Regions from separate parts of the Mus musculus genome. Here region 2 is linked to region 1. The links are chromatin contacts, called in public promoter capture Hi-C maps. All regions are on one chromosome and are shown on one strand. The core of a region is the stretch at or near the end of the contact, and the rest is flanking DNA. Distances in the headings are between cores, read along the strand shown. Region 1 overlaps Hc (hemolytic complement). Region 2 overlaps Cntrl (centriolin).

What was found. Capture Hi-C pulls out chosen DNA fragments and counts their contacts.
Region 2: a contact with region 1 is called in a promoter capture Hi-C map of adipose tissue. The contact joins two enhancer-like sites. A contact is called at or near these places in 1 of 39 promoter capture datasets (liver) and 2 of 9 other capture datasets (adipose tissue and liver).

The regions. Positions count from the first base shown.
Region 1 is chr2:34,979,321-34,985,866 of GRCm38.p6, reverse strand. It overlaps Hc (hemolytic complement), which reads left to right. Exons shown (of 41, transcript NM_010406.3): 40 at 1,034-1,169; 41 at 2,057-2,538. The coding sequence ends at 2,189. Gm52552 (a long non-coding RNA gene) reads right to left here. Exons shown (of 3, transcript XR_003954034.1): 3 at 1,444-1,520. Among named protein-coding and RNA genes, the nearest start is that of Gm46733, 20 kb to the right of the region's middle. Within about 2 kb of position 3,311, at least 75 of the 459 cell types and tissues checked have an H3K27ac peak or open chromatin away from gene starts, as enhancers often do. A contact at or near this core is called in adipose tissue, where this site is marked.
Region 2 is chr2:35,172,612-35,179,096 of GRCm38.p6, reverse strand. It overlaps Cntrl (centriolin), which reads right to left. Exons shown (of 44, transcript NM_001379274.1): 39 at 5,940-6,080; 40 at 3,725-3,988; 41 at 3,497-3,559; 42 at 2,775-2,969; 43 at 987-1,058; 44 at 275-700. The coding sequence ends at 1,002. Among named protein-coding and RNA genes, the nearest start is that of Rab14, 25 kb to the left of the region's middle. Within about 2 kb of position 4,831, at least 58 of the 459 cell types and tissues checked have an H3K27ac peak or open chromatin away from gene starts, as enhancers often do. A contact at or near this core is called in adipose tissue, where this site is marked.

The sequences.
Region 1 (6,546 bases), core at 2,062-4,561:
CAAGTAACTTTCCCTGCTGGGCCATCTTGCTGACCCTTAAAACACATTTAAAATGGAATAAGTGATTTATTAAATAGCTTAAGCTTATTGTCCTATTGATATCTTCCAAACAACTAATCTCCCATTTCAGCGACTCTGAATTCTCCAGTCGGTGGGATTATAAGTCTGAATCTTAATACATTTTTAGTGACATCTATCTTCTTGGTAAATTCTGTCAAGAATTTCAAGTCAGAAAACACTTTGTTCTTGGAGAGAGACAGAGGGGGAGAGGAGGAGGGAGGGGAGGGGGAGGGGGAGGGAAGATTAGATTGAGGTATACAGATATAAAAAAAGGGGGGGCTAGGGTATAGTGCTAGAATGCTTACCTAATCTGTTCAAGACCCCAAATTCAATGTATGTTACTATTACACAGAAGTGAACAAGGGGGGCTTAGCTAATACTCTGAGACATGAAAGTAGGCTTAAACAAAGGGGAAACTCGACAGGTCAAACATGGGGAAGACTGTGTTCTGGGCAGAAGTATCAAGTCATAGCTACTTCTGAGTCCCTTAGGAGTCCCAGAGTTATCTTCCCTTAAATTTGTAATCCCTTCACACCATATGCCTTTCTAGAAAGCTGACCTGTGTCAGCTACCAAATACTTTGTTAATTGGGTACATAAGTAATGCACAGCTCTTAAACAGTGGTCCTGAGGCTTTGAGAGGCTATACCACTCCGTGGCTCTTGCTTTGCTCTTGGCACTTTTCCTGTGGTATCGCCCATTCTCCCTAGTAGTTCTGCAGTAATGCCGAGTCAGCGTTCCGAGGAGAGGCTAAGGCCTTACTACAGGGAGTTTAAGTCAGTGGCCAGAGCCACGCAGTGGGAACCAGCACTGCTGGGTTTTAACCCGGACAGTCTGGCTCCAGAGTCTCAGTCAACCACAGGAGTAGAACATCTTCAGCAATTTTCACCTCTCTGAGGATAGGAGCAGCTCGAGAGAGGTCATAACTAAAGATTAATGTGACTGTGATAAGCTGCCTTGTGTGTATGTCTCAGGGGAAGCTGCTGATGAGAATTCGGAGGTCACCTTCATTAAAAAGATGAGCTGTACCAATGCCAACCTGGTGAAAGGGAAGCAGTATTTAATCATGGGCAAAGAGGTTCTGCAGATCAAACACAATTTCAGTTTCAAGTAAGTCACCAGCATTAACTGCCTCTCTGGCTTCACTGTCCTTTAATACATTCGCGTTCCATTGGTACCTTAATTTCGACCAGCAAGTGAATCATTAGAATTGGCTACCATCACTGTACCTAAAGCCTTGGCTGAGGGATCAACCAACCAAGAGCCTGATGGAAATTGAGAATACATGTCTACATCCACCAGCCTGCACCCTCATATGCAAAGAATTCTAAGTGTAAATAGGATGTTTAAATATGCACCTTATTATCTGTAAAGAGCTGGCCTTCTGAGCTGAGATGACAGCTTCATCAGTAAAGTCCTTGCTGGGCAAGCATGAAGAACTGGCGTCAGTGACCAGAAGAACTATATCAAAACAAAAAAAACAAAAACAAAAGCAGGCATTGGGTCTGGAAAGATGGCTCTGTGATTGAAAGCACAGGCTGCTCTTCCAAAGACTCCAGGTTCGACTCCCAGCACCCATATGATGGCTTACAATAACCTGGAACTCCAATTCCAGGGGATTGTATTCTCTCTTCTGGGCTCCGTAGGCACCAGACATCATGTGTGGCGCACAAACATACAGGCAGACAAAACAGCCACACACATTAAATACATAATAAATAATCAGCTTTTTTAAAAAAGACAAACACACACTAAGTGGTGCACACTTTTGGTCTCAGCGCTGGAGAGACAGACAGGTGGATGGATCCCTGGGGCTCACATGTCAGGCCGTCTCACCTGCTGGCAAGTTCTAGGCCATTAAGAGGCTTTGTCTCAAAAAAAAAAATGTAGACAGTGCATGAGGAAGAACACCCAAGGTTGACCTCTGGCTTCCATTAAGTATGGAACATTGCTGCACCATTACCAATACCAACACTGTTTCCATTTTGCCTTGCTAGGTATATATACCCTCTAGATTCCTCCACCTGGATTGAATATTGGCCCACAGACACAACGTGTCCATCCTGTCAAGCATTTGTAGAGAATTTGAATAACTTTGCTGAAGACCTCTTTTTAAACAGCTGTGAATGAAAAGTTCTGCTGCACGAAGATTCCTCCTGCGGCGGGGGGATTGCTCCTCCTCTGGCTTGGAAACCTAGCCTAGAATCAGATACACTTTCTTTAGAGTAAAGCACAAGCTGATGAGTTACGACTTTGTGAAATGGATAGCCTTGAGGGGAGGCGAAAACAGGTCCCCCAAGGCTATCAGATGTCAGTGCCAATAGACTGAAACAAGTCTGTAAAGTTAGCAGTCAGGGGTGTTGGTTGGGGCCGGAAGAAGAGACCCACTGAAACTGTAGCCCCTTATCAAAACATATCCTTGCTTGAAAGAAAAATACCAAGGACAGAAAATGCCATAAAATCTTGACTTTGCACTCAACTGTGTTGAAAATGGTGTTATTTTATGCTGGCTCAGCCTCAGGCACACCCAGGGGATGGGAGAGATCTGTCAGTAGAGGACCTTGACCCGGGAAGGCCACCCCCAGCCTGGCCTCCTGAGCAGGCAGGGGAGTTGCTCTGCACTCTTGCTTTCTCTGTGCCCCTGACAGGAAAGCCTTTTGCTCTCCCAGCTGCCTCTCCCTCTCAGTATCCATTTCCCCTGGAACTTACTCTTGCCAGTAATTGCTCTACCAGAAGACAAAGCCCCGTGCAAAAGCCCCGGGAAAGGAAACCAAGACTCTGGAGACTGTCATTCTGGCCCGGACCTAGTCTCTCTTGGATCCTCAGTCTGTGCTGTACACAAATGACTTACACAGAGGTTAGATTTCAAGTGACATCATGTGTCGCACTTCAGGTCTCAGGAGTTCACGTAGAGATCCCCACTCAGTGGCTCCAGAGTCTCCCAAAGTACAGGGATGCTCATAATCACCATTTTAGAGTTGCCAAAATGGAGGCTCCAAAACATACAGCAAACCCCCGGGGTATCCCAGGTCCACACTCCTGCCCAGCCCTCTACTAGATTTTTCAGATGAAAGCCAATGTAACCAGAGTTTCTTAAAGCATAGGCTAACTGAATTAACATAAGAAACGTGTAAATAGGTCGCTGACTAGGCAACAAGGACAAAAGGAATCTACCCTTCACCACATCGAGACTAGCAAGGCAGCGTGTCTCATTATTGGCAGAGACTTTTCTACTTCCAGGAACTTCTGTGTCACTGCCCACAGTGCGCATGCAACCACGATGCCAAGCAAGAGTGGAAGGGCTCCAGCTAATTGTGCCTGCGCCTGGCCCCTGCCTCTCCTTGCTGAGGGTAGCGGGGGCCCTGCTTCCATGGCACAGGCCTCCAGGCTATTAGGCTTCTGTCCCCAACTGTGGTGGCAAATAGGCCAGACCACAGTCACCAGATGAAGCCATAAATGCAGCTGAACTGTTGATAGCGTGTGTCATCTCCTCCTCTACCCGACACCTTCTGAGCATGCTTCCTTTAGTCACGTTTTGTGACACCCCAGACTGAGCCAAATCCTGACTCAGCCTGCACTCCTCCTCCGAGACTCTTGCACACCTGCCATCGTTTAATCTTATAGAATTGTGTAGCGTGTGGCAGCCTGAATCCATTATGAGCTCCACATGGGCAAGTGTGCTGGTTCAGCTGGTACAAAGGAATAGTCCTCTGAGGGGGGAGTGCGGATGATTATAAGAAAGATGGAAAATATATATATATAAGAGAAAGATGGAAAAGAAGACTCAGAGACAAAGTTTAGACATCGGAAGGGCTGTCTGGTCAGCACTGCGGCAGCCTCCACTTTAATTCTCTTAGGCTTTATATATTTTACAGCATTGTGGGAAACAAAGCCACAAGCTAACAGAAACAATTCGCTTAAACGTACAGAAAATATCCGTTCCCGCCCCAAAGGCCTCTGCTTTTCCACCAAGGTTAATGGAATCTTCAGCCCCTAGCCTTGCACCTCAGGTGTACCTCTCACGGTTCCATTGCCTCAGCAGGCCGGGAAATCTGCCGACAGGTGACAGGTCCCGACCTGCCTTGACTCTGCCTGCCAAGCAGACTTTTACTTTCTATTTTTTCCCTCTGCTTCAGAGAAGCAGCGAAATGGCTCCCAACAGGTAAGGTCTGAGAGCATTCTCTTCACCTTATTTTCCAGTGTCTGTCACGATGCCAAGAACTTGACAGGGATCCAGGAAGCTCTTGCTTGTGGGCTACCCTACCAACAGATGTTGAAGAATATCAAGATCCAAGTCCTAGACTCAGCTTGGCCCCTAACTGGTAGATTTAGCTCCCTAAATCCCTCTGATAGTCTGAGAAAACAAGGGGCCTAGATGTTTCTCTCTACAGTGCTAAAATTATCTAATACTCTCATGGTGAGAAACAGGAAACAGAAACAAAGGCAGGCATGCATGCAGCAGTGGGGTCTATAAATGTAAAGAGAGCTGAGGATGCCATCCATAGCTTCTGAGGGAAGGGTGCAGGACCTAGCGAGGTGAGGGGGCATGAGGGCCTTCAAAGCAGAAGCGAGACACATAAGCAAGTCACCCCAGAGGTTAGCCAGAACGGCAACAGTTTCCATAGAGGAGCGCTCTGAAGCGAATGCCGAGAAACACAGAAGCAGTTCGTCCAAGTCCTGGTTTAAAATCTTCTTTTATCATAAGTGTGTCCAAAAGTAACTCTGAGGAAAAGTCTAGATTTTTCTTAAGGAAAAGCTAACCTGACACATAAATAATTGAGATTTAAGAAGTTCATCTTCTGGTGGGCAGATGGCAGAGTCAGGAAAACTTAATTCCCAGACTCTATAAAGTGTGGGGAGTGGTGACATATACTTGTAACCCCGTTGCTGGGCAGGTGGGGACAGGTGGGTTAAAAGAGCTCTCTGACCAACCATCCTTGTTTTGGTGAGTCTCAGACCATGTCGAAGAAGGAGAAGGAGGAAGAAGAGAAGAAGGTAGAGGAGGAAGAGGGACAGAAGGGCTGGGTTTTTTTTTTAAAGATTTATATATTTATTATATATAAGTACACTGTAGTTGTCTTCAGACATTCCAGAAGAGGGAGTCAGATCTCGTTACAGATGGTTGTGAGCCACCATGTGGTTGCTGGGATTTGAACTCAGGACTTTTGCAAGAGCAGTCGGTGCTCTTACTCACTGAGCCATCTCACCAGCCCAGGGCTGGTTTTAATAAGCATATTGCTTGATCATCTTTGTTGCGGCCTGGAATGAAGCTTCTGTAAACACGGCAGGCGACCCAGGTCATGTGGCCTCTGTAGCAGCTAGCTGCTCTGCAACCACGTAGTCCAAACACAGCGGGGGACAACACATAGGGAGCTCAGTGGATTTGACCCTTGGGCAGCAGCATAGCCCCCCTTGACCATGACCATCAGCAGGAGGCAGACTATGTGAAGCAGAAGCTAGTCGGTGAGCAGATGTGCCGAGAAAGCTCATGTCTCAGAAACCAGCAGAAAGATCATGCAGACTCAGGATGGAAAAAGCCAACAGAGGCATGCAAGGAATGGGATTGTCTAGAACAAGAGAAACTGAGCAGACGAGGGGTGGATAAGGTACTGTCCCTCAGTGGGAGGAATCCACTGGAGTTTCTTGACATGAATTTAAAGAGAGACTGGTCAGCCTGTGTTCTGGGATGTTTCAAGCCACTTTCAGAATCTAAAGCTACAGACCATGTAGTCAGTTCAACCAGGAACAGTTGTACTTGGATAGAATCTGTTGACTTTGCTGAGGAAGAACACATCGTGGGGTGGGTATTAGCAAAGACTTATGGGACTTGGGCTGTGGTAGGGGGCCATTCTAGGGAGCAGAGCTCCTCTCTAGGCTGAATGCAGGAGCAATCCTATAATAGGCATCTTGACTCTCTTCTAGTTGGAAAAAAAAAAGATGCCTCTGGCTCTCATATTAGCCAGAAGAAGGGGATGTGGTCGTCTTGTGGTTTAAACAATGTTCTTGTTTTTTATTCTCTGCTCAAACAGGATAATAGAGGCACTCTTTTCTTTTTTTTTTTTCTTCGTGTGTTTTGTCTGGCCTTGGCCACAGTACACAAAGAACACTGTAGACTGACCTCACCCACCAGGCCAGCTCATACAGACACCAAGGCCAATGTCCATGTCAGGGGCCGCTCCCCTCTCTCACACACAGGCATACCATTTCAGAGGTGCCCCCTGAGAGGCCATGCAGAGACCTCTCAGAAGTGAAAATCCCTGCCTGGAGAGATAACTATTTATCAGCCAAATCTGAAGGTTCCTGAAGACACAAGACAAGTCTGGGTTAAGTGTCTATGGACTTTTCCTACACCTGAGACTGGTTCTATAGAGTTAGTGAGACAAGAATACCAGTGACATGATCTTTAACTTTTATTGGGAGATTGAGCTGTATCTTTACAGAGCTAAAGAGACGATTCAACTGATAATATTCTTGACTTGCAAGCATG
Region 2 (6,485 bases), core at 3,582-6,081, 190 kb before region 1:
ACAGTTACTCTTGCTTTTAACTAAATGGATCAGTCACAGAGTTGAATGCTTAAAGGTTGTCTGTAATATACTCACCATCAGAACTGAGTCTCCACAGTATAGTCTTGATGTTTTCCACCAAGAATTACTATTTTAATAAGGAAAAGCAGCCTACATGTGATGAATTCTTAATAGGTACTTCTGATGAAGCACTTGCTGCTAAGTAGACCAGGTAAAAAGTGGTAGGAAATGACTGGGATATTGTTATTGTCTTAGAATAAAGGTAACCTGCGGATGACAGACACAAGTTGACTGTACCTTTATTTTCATATTAAAAATAAACTTTGGATCAGAATCAAAAATAATAACTTATTAATTAAGCCTAGGGGCTTTTAGTACATTCTTTTCCATGGTAACTAGACATACCAGTTATGGACTCAGTATATGTGGTTTCACTGTCTTTAAAAAATATTTCATCATTGGAGGAGGAGGAGAGTCAAAAATAGCCCCTTACATCCTATGTTAGATACACACATCTAGTCCCACAAGTGCATGTGATTTACAGACACCTCGGTATAAATGGTACAAACTACAATGCATTTTCAGTCTTCACAGGATCTTGATTGACATTCCATTAGGATGTCAGTGAGGTAGGAGAGTAGCTATTTCCTCTTATGGTTACACATGGCTGTATTCCTGACCTTGGCTGGAGCTTCTTTTCCTACAGTAAGACAAGCAGAACGGATGAGTTAAACCTCTAACCAGACAAGGCCTTACAGGATGTGGTGGTGGTGTGATGACTGGCAAAATAATGTGCTTAAGGACCTGCTGGGGATTGAATCTGGGGACGTACATGTGCTAGGCAAGTGCTCTACCATCAAGCCATAGATAGCTCCAGCCCCCAAATGCTTTAAGATGAACTGCTATAAAATGATGAAAGATGAGGTTAGTTTTCCTGGGGCTGCCAGAATTCCATGTTTTAATTAAGTGCTGGTTGGCTAACGTACCTGCAAGCAGGAAACTTAGTGGCGGTAACTGTTTGGTTCTTCTAATGGAACTTGCAGAACTTGGAAGGAGCTCTGAAAAGAAGGGAACTCATTTTAGGCACAGAATCCAGCCCCCAATCCCAACCCTATTTAAGGCTTCATGCCACTGTGGCTCAGATGACAACCACAGACTAAAACACTGCCTACAATTCACCTATGCCTCTGATATCTTGTAGAGTACCCCCAAGGCTCATGTATGGGCCCTGTGCTATTGCCTTACAGTCTAAGCTCTGGAGGGCCATATGGTCTGGGCCTTTACCTGACTTGTCTCAACCACAGGTGGTAAGATAACCATATTAAAATCTTAGCCCCGCTGCTCATTAGGTTTGTGTCTCAGGTTAGCTATCTGCCCCTCAGGCCAGTCAAAGAAACAACTGTGTATCCATCGAAACTTGGCTGTAGGCTGAGTTCCTTTTTCTACCACCTTTTCCCACTCCTCTTCTTCCACCCTTTCAATCTCCCAACACTAGGCAGGAGAGAAAGACTAGAGGGGAGGGGAGGGGAGGCGGTGGATATTATTAGACTACTTTCTGCTGTTTAGGGATGTTGAGTTCCCTGGGGCAAGTTTGATCTTTGCAGTCAGGATATCTCATGATTTTCTACACTTGACCACTTAACCAACAACTAACTACCAACTGGCTAACCAGCGGGAGCGATGCCCTTCGGGGCTCTAGCACTTATATACCCTTTCAAGAGTCCCCAGAATTCCAAACATCATACACTTGTGGAAACTACTGGCAGCTGGCAAAATCACACCCCCCACAAAAGCATGAGAGCAGCTCCGTATCCCATACCTGAGATCAAAACAAAACCATATTCATGTAACATTTCTGTATTTAAAGAAACTAAAATTCTCACTACAAAACTGTCCTTGGCTAGTCCTTGTGATTTACAGTATACTCAGGATCCGCTGCTTCTTGGTAAAGGTAGGTTGGCTTCTGTATCCTGATCTGTCTGTCCTTTGCTATACCCTTGACCTGTTACTTACAACTTCATGTAGTTCCTTACCTACACAAAGGGACAATTTGTACCTTTCTAAATGGGGTGTTGTATGTATGGTTTTTAGTATGTACATAGAGTAAGCACCTGAAAATGGAAGCCATTTTCTGCTCACAATGTGTTACTGTTGGTCAGTTCCACGAGTTATTTTTTTTTCTATTAGATGACTGATAACTAAGTCCCACACAGAAACCTTTGTGATGTCCAGAGTTTTATAAATAGGAAGTGAAGTCTGCATTCAAATGTCTTTGAGACATGAGAGGTACCACCTAAAACCCAGGGAAACCCACATTTAACCTCACAGGCCTAAGCTCTTACTCCTTCTAAATGTATATGGCTGTTTTGCCTGCATGTATATGTCTGCACTGTTGGGGTGCCTGGTGCTTGTGGAGAAAAGGGTGACGGGTCCTTTGAAATCAAACACATGAATGTGAGAGCTGCCAGATGAGTGCTAGGAACTTAGTCTGGGTAAAGCTTCAGTGCTCTTAACTGCTGAACCATCTCTCCAACCCTCTATACTGAAAATAAATCCAGAAGTTGAGGACACACACTAAATCTCTCCTGAGTCATCCTAGCTCCAATTCCAATTCACCGTCTAAGCTACAGCTTGCCTATTCTTTCTGCACCTATAAGCTTTCCCCAGCGATGGCAGACAAATAGTCTTTGCTAAGACAGTTGAGGGTGGCATTTCAGTCTTTCTGGACCACCTACCCCGAAGTTTCCAAGTAACTCTAGAGAGCTTCCTCTTACCTGACTATGCCCATGCTGGGAGTCCTCCACAAGGGAAGGCAGACTGGGTGATGATGCTGAGTCTGTGGAGGTACTAGTGACCAGTTCTCCTAAAGCATCAACTTGTCTCCTCAGACTGTGTAGGGTGCCCTCTGTCTGCTGCTTTCCTTTGATCAATACTTCTGCTTGCTTAGACATACAGTGTCGAAGTTGAGCCTGGAAAGTGTTATCAGATGTGGGGTTTACATGGAAGAAATGCTCCTGAATGTACTCTGCTTCTTCACATTTGATAAACAAGCTAACTTTAATAAACAGATATGAGGGTAGGGCATGGCAGTAATCACCAATCCTTGCACTGGGGAAACAGGCCAGACAGCCCCAAATTCAGGGCTACCCTGTAGTACTAGGATATTCTAGGGTACAGAGAGACCCTGTCTCAAGGAACAGCGTTATAGAGGTTAAAGAACACAGCTTGACACCAAGATTCTAGATTGGACCCAGTGCCTTGCATGTGCTAGACAAGTGCTGTACCACTGGGCTATCCTCCAATGCCCTAGAATTCAGATGGGCTTGAATGCTGATAGCCATTTGCTATCTGTAATGTCAGCTTCTCTGAACGTCTTAAGTGTGATCTATAAGCATCCTCCTGAGTGTTGCAGTAGACTGCACATGGAAATCTTTCCCTACTCTTGCCAAGTGCCAATTATCTCACAGGGACTTTCTCTGGTTTTTTAAGAGGCAACCTTGAGTTGATCTTCATGGCGGCGCAGCCTTTGACGGAGTGCTTCTCCACGCCAGTGTTCATCCTTTTTCAGAGAGAAAAGGAGACCAATGAGTCACCGACTGCCACAGGTGGGAGCCAACCATCTTTCCCTCCCTCCCTGGTGCTCCCAAATCTGTTTTTAGCTTTCTCGGGGGAGGCGGGAATCAGATTCTCACTCTGAAGCCCGGGACAGCTGGACAAACGTTACCATGATGTGAACTTGGGGAAAGTTGGATTTTTCTTCAAAAATCCTCTCTTTTGTGGTAAACGGGAAGTTCTCTTTCAAGCTTTCCAACTCTCTTAAGTTTTCATTTCTTTCCAAAATAGACGCTAGATCTGCTGGAAGTTCTGGAAGGAACTGGTTGAGGTTCCTCAGACTGGTTCTGATTTCGTCTTTCACCTCCGACTTCAGCGTCCTCATTGCGTCACTGACCTCCATCTGCCTCCTCTCCAAGTCTTTCTGGTTTGCTACCTAAGCAGGGTGGTGGGGTCAAACATCAGGACTTAGAACTGAGTCGCTTAGTGCGTCTTACCTGGAAGATCACACACCCTGGACAGGCTCAGTTAGTACACGCAGTTCTTGATTTGCAAGCATCAGGACCCGAGTTCAATCCTCAGAACCCACAAGGCTGGGTGAGGGACCATGCTTGTCATTCCAGGACTAGGGAGGTAGAGGCAGGTCAGTCTTTGGGGCTCACTGGCCAGCCAGCCTAGCCTAGCAGTGAGCTTAAGTTTCAGTGAGAGTCCCTGTCGCAAGGCAGTAGAACAATTAGAGGAAGATATCGAGTGCTCTTCCCTGGCTCTCTACATGAACCATTTAAGTGCATGCAACACCCACACTCACAGCAAACAATCAACAGAAACAGCTGGGGAGAAGGTTCCATTAGTGCAGTGCTTGCTGGGCACGAGGACTAGAGTTGGATTTCCAGCTTTCCCATAAAAGCTAGTATAGTGGCATGTGCCTGTACCTCCGTGCTAGGGCATAAAGACAGGTTCGTGGATGGGGCATATCCTAATTGGTAAGCCTCAGGTCCCAGTGAGAGCTAGTGAGTTAGTTAGTTTTATGTCAGCTTAACACAAGCTATAGTCATTTGGGAAAAGGGCCTCTCAATTGAGAAGATGCCTCCCTAAGACTGGCCTATAGGTGAGTGCATCAGGCGGTTTCATGACTGCTGACTGATGTGTGTGTGGGGAGGAGGGGGTCCCACAGACTGTGGCGGGGCCACTCCTAGGCTGATGGTCCCGAGTTGTACAAGAAAGCAGTCTGAGCAGGCCATGAGAAGAACGCTAGTAAGCAGCTTCCTGCCAGTAAGCAGAGTTCCTCCAAGTTCCTCCAAGGCATGCTTCACTTCCTGTCCTGATGAAGTGTGGCCTGAGGGCTGCGAGCTGAAATTAACCCCTTCCTTCCCAAGGTGCTTTTGGTCATGGTCTTTTAGCATAGCAACAGAAACTCTAAGATGGGAATCTTGTCAAAAAGCAAGGTGGACATCTGAGGAATGGCGCCTGCGTGTGATCTTTGCCCTCCACATGTATGTGTACAGATGTATATTGCTACAGACAAGGGCATGGGTGCGCATGCACACACACAACACAAAAAGTCAGCCAGTAAACTTGCAAGCATGAAGACCTGAGCTCAAGCCCCAGAACACACATAACCGTGCTGGGCATGGGGGCTCACTGCAGGCCAGTCCATCTAAACACATGCTGGCATTCCTGAGAATGAGAGCCAAGGCTCCTCCCACTCCCACACACATATCCACCAGCACACTCAGGTCCTGGGCCTGCACACCCACTTAAAGCCAGTCAGCTGAGCTGGCTTAGCAGGTAAGGCACTTGTTAATAAGCCTCACACCGAACTGAATCCTCAGAGCCCAGTTCACGAGCAGAACGGCCTCCCACAAGTTGTCTTCTGACCTCCTCATGCTCACCACGGTGTGGGCGCACACACGTACACATTCACACATAACCATAAATCTGTAAATAAATAAGATCACTTTAAAACGCTAGTTCATGGGCTGGTGAGATGGCTCAGTGGGTAAGAGCACCCGACTACTCTTTCGAAGGTCCGAAGTTCAAATCCCAGCAACCACATGCTAGCTCACAACCATCCGTAATGAAATCTGACTCCCTCTTCTGGAGTGTCTGAAGACAGCTACAGTGTACTTACATATAATAAAAATAAATAAATCTTTTTTAAAAAAAAGCTAGTTCATTTAATTTTAAGAGTAGATTTTCAACCAATTCTTTTTCCTTAAGTTTATGTCTAAATTTTAAGGCTAAGAAAAAAATTAACTTGAAGAACACTCTTTACAGTCAGCTTTCACAAGTCCCACATTCCTGTTAAAGAGATACTGACAACAATAAACCCTGCCTGTGCCCGCACAGTGGCCCGGGCTGGTCAGCTGGGGTTCTGGGGTGCACACCTGTTTCTTGAGTTCCAGGTACTCCTGCTGCATCTGGCTCAGCTCCTTCATGAGGCGCCTGGCCCTCTCGTGGTTGTCCTGGGCCACCAGCTCAATTGTAGCCATTTCCTTTTGCATGCAGCTGTTCTCCTGCTTCTGCTCCTAGCATGCAGGGAGGCAAAGGACTTTGCAGACACACACGGGTTCCACACTCACCAGCAATGTAAAGACCTCAGTTTCTACAACTGTGAAATGGAGCATTCTGGAGGCAGGTGTAGTGTGACTGGGAGAATTTGAATCCAGTGTTTGAAGCCAAATCTTTAGCAGTACCTCTGACAAGTCACCTTCCCCTCCCTCAGCCCCATCAGTGACCCATGAAAGGGCAACATCCTTCAGGGGCTGTAGGGATTATCATTTATTGATTTGAGACAGGGTCTCACTGTGTAGCTCTGGTTGGCCTGGAACTCACTGTAAGACCAGGCTGGCCTCGAACTCACAGAGATCCTCCAGCCTCTGGTTTTGAGTCTGGGATTAGAGGACTGGGCCACCATGGCCAGCTTAAATCTA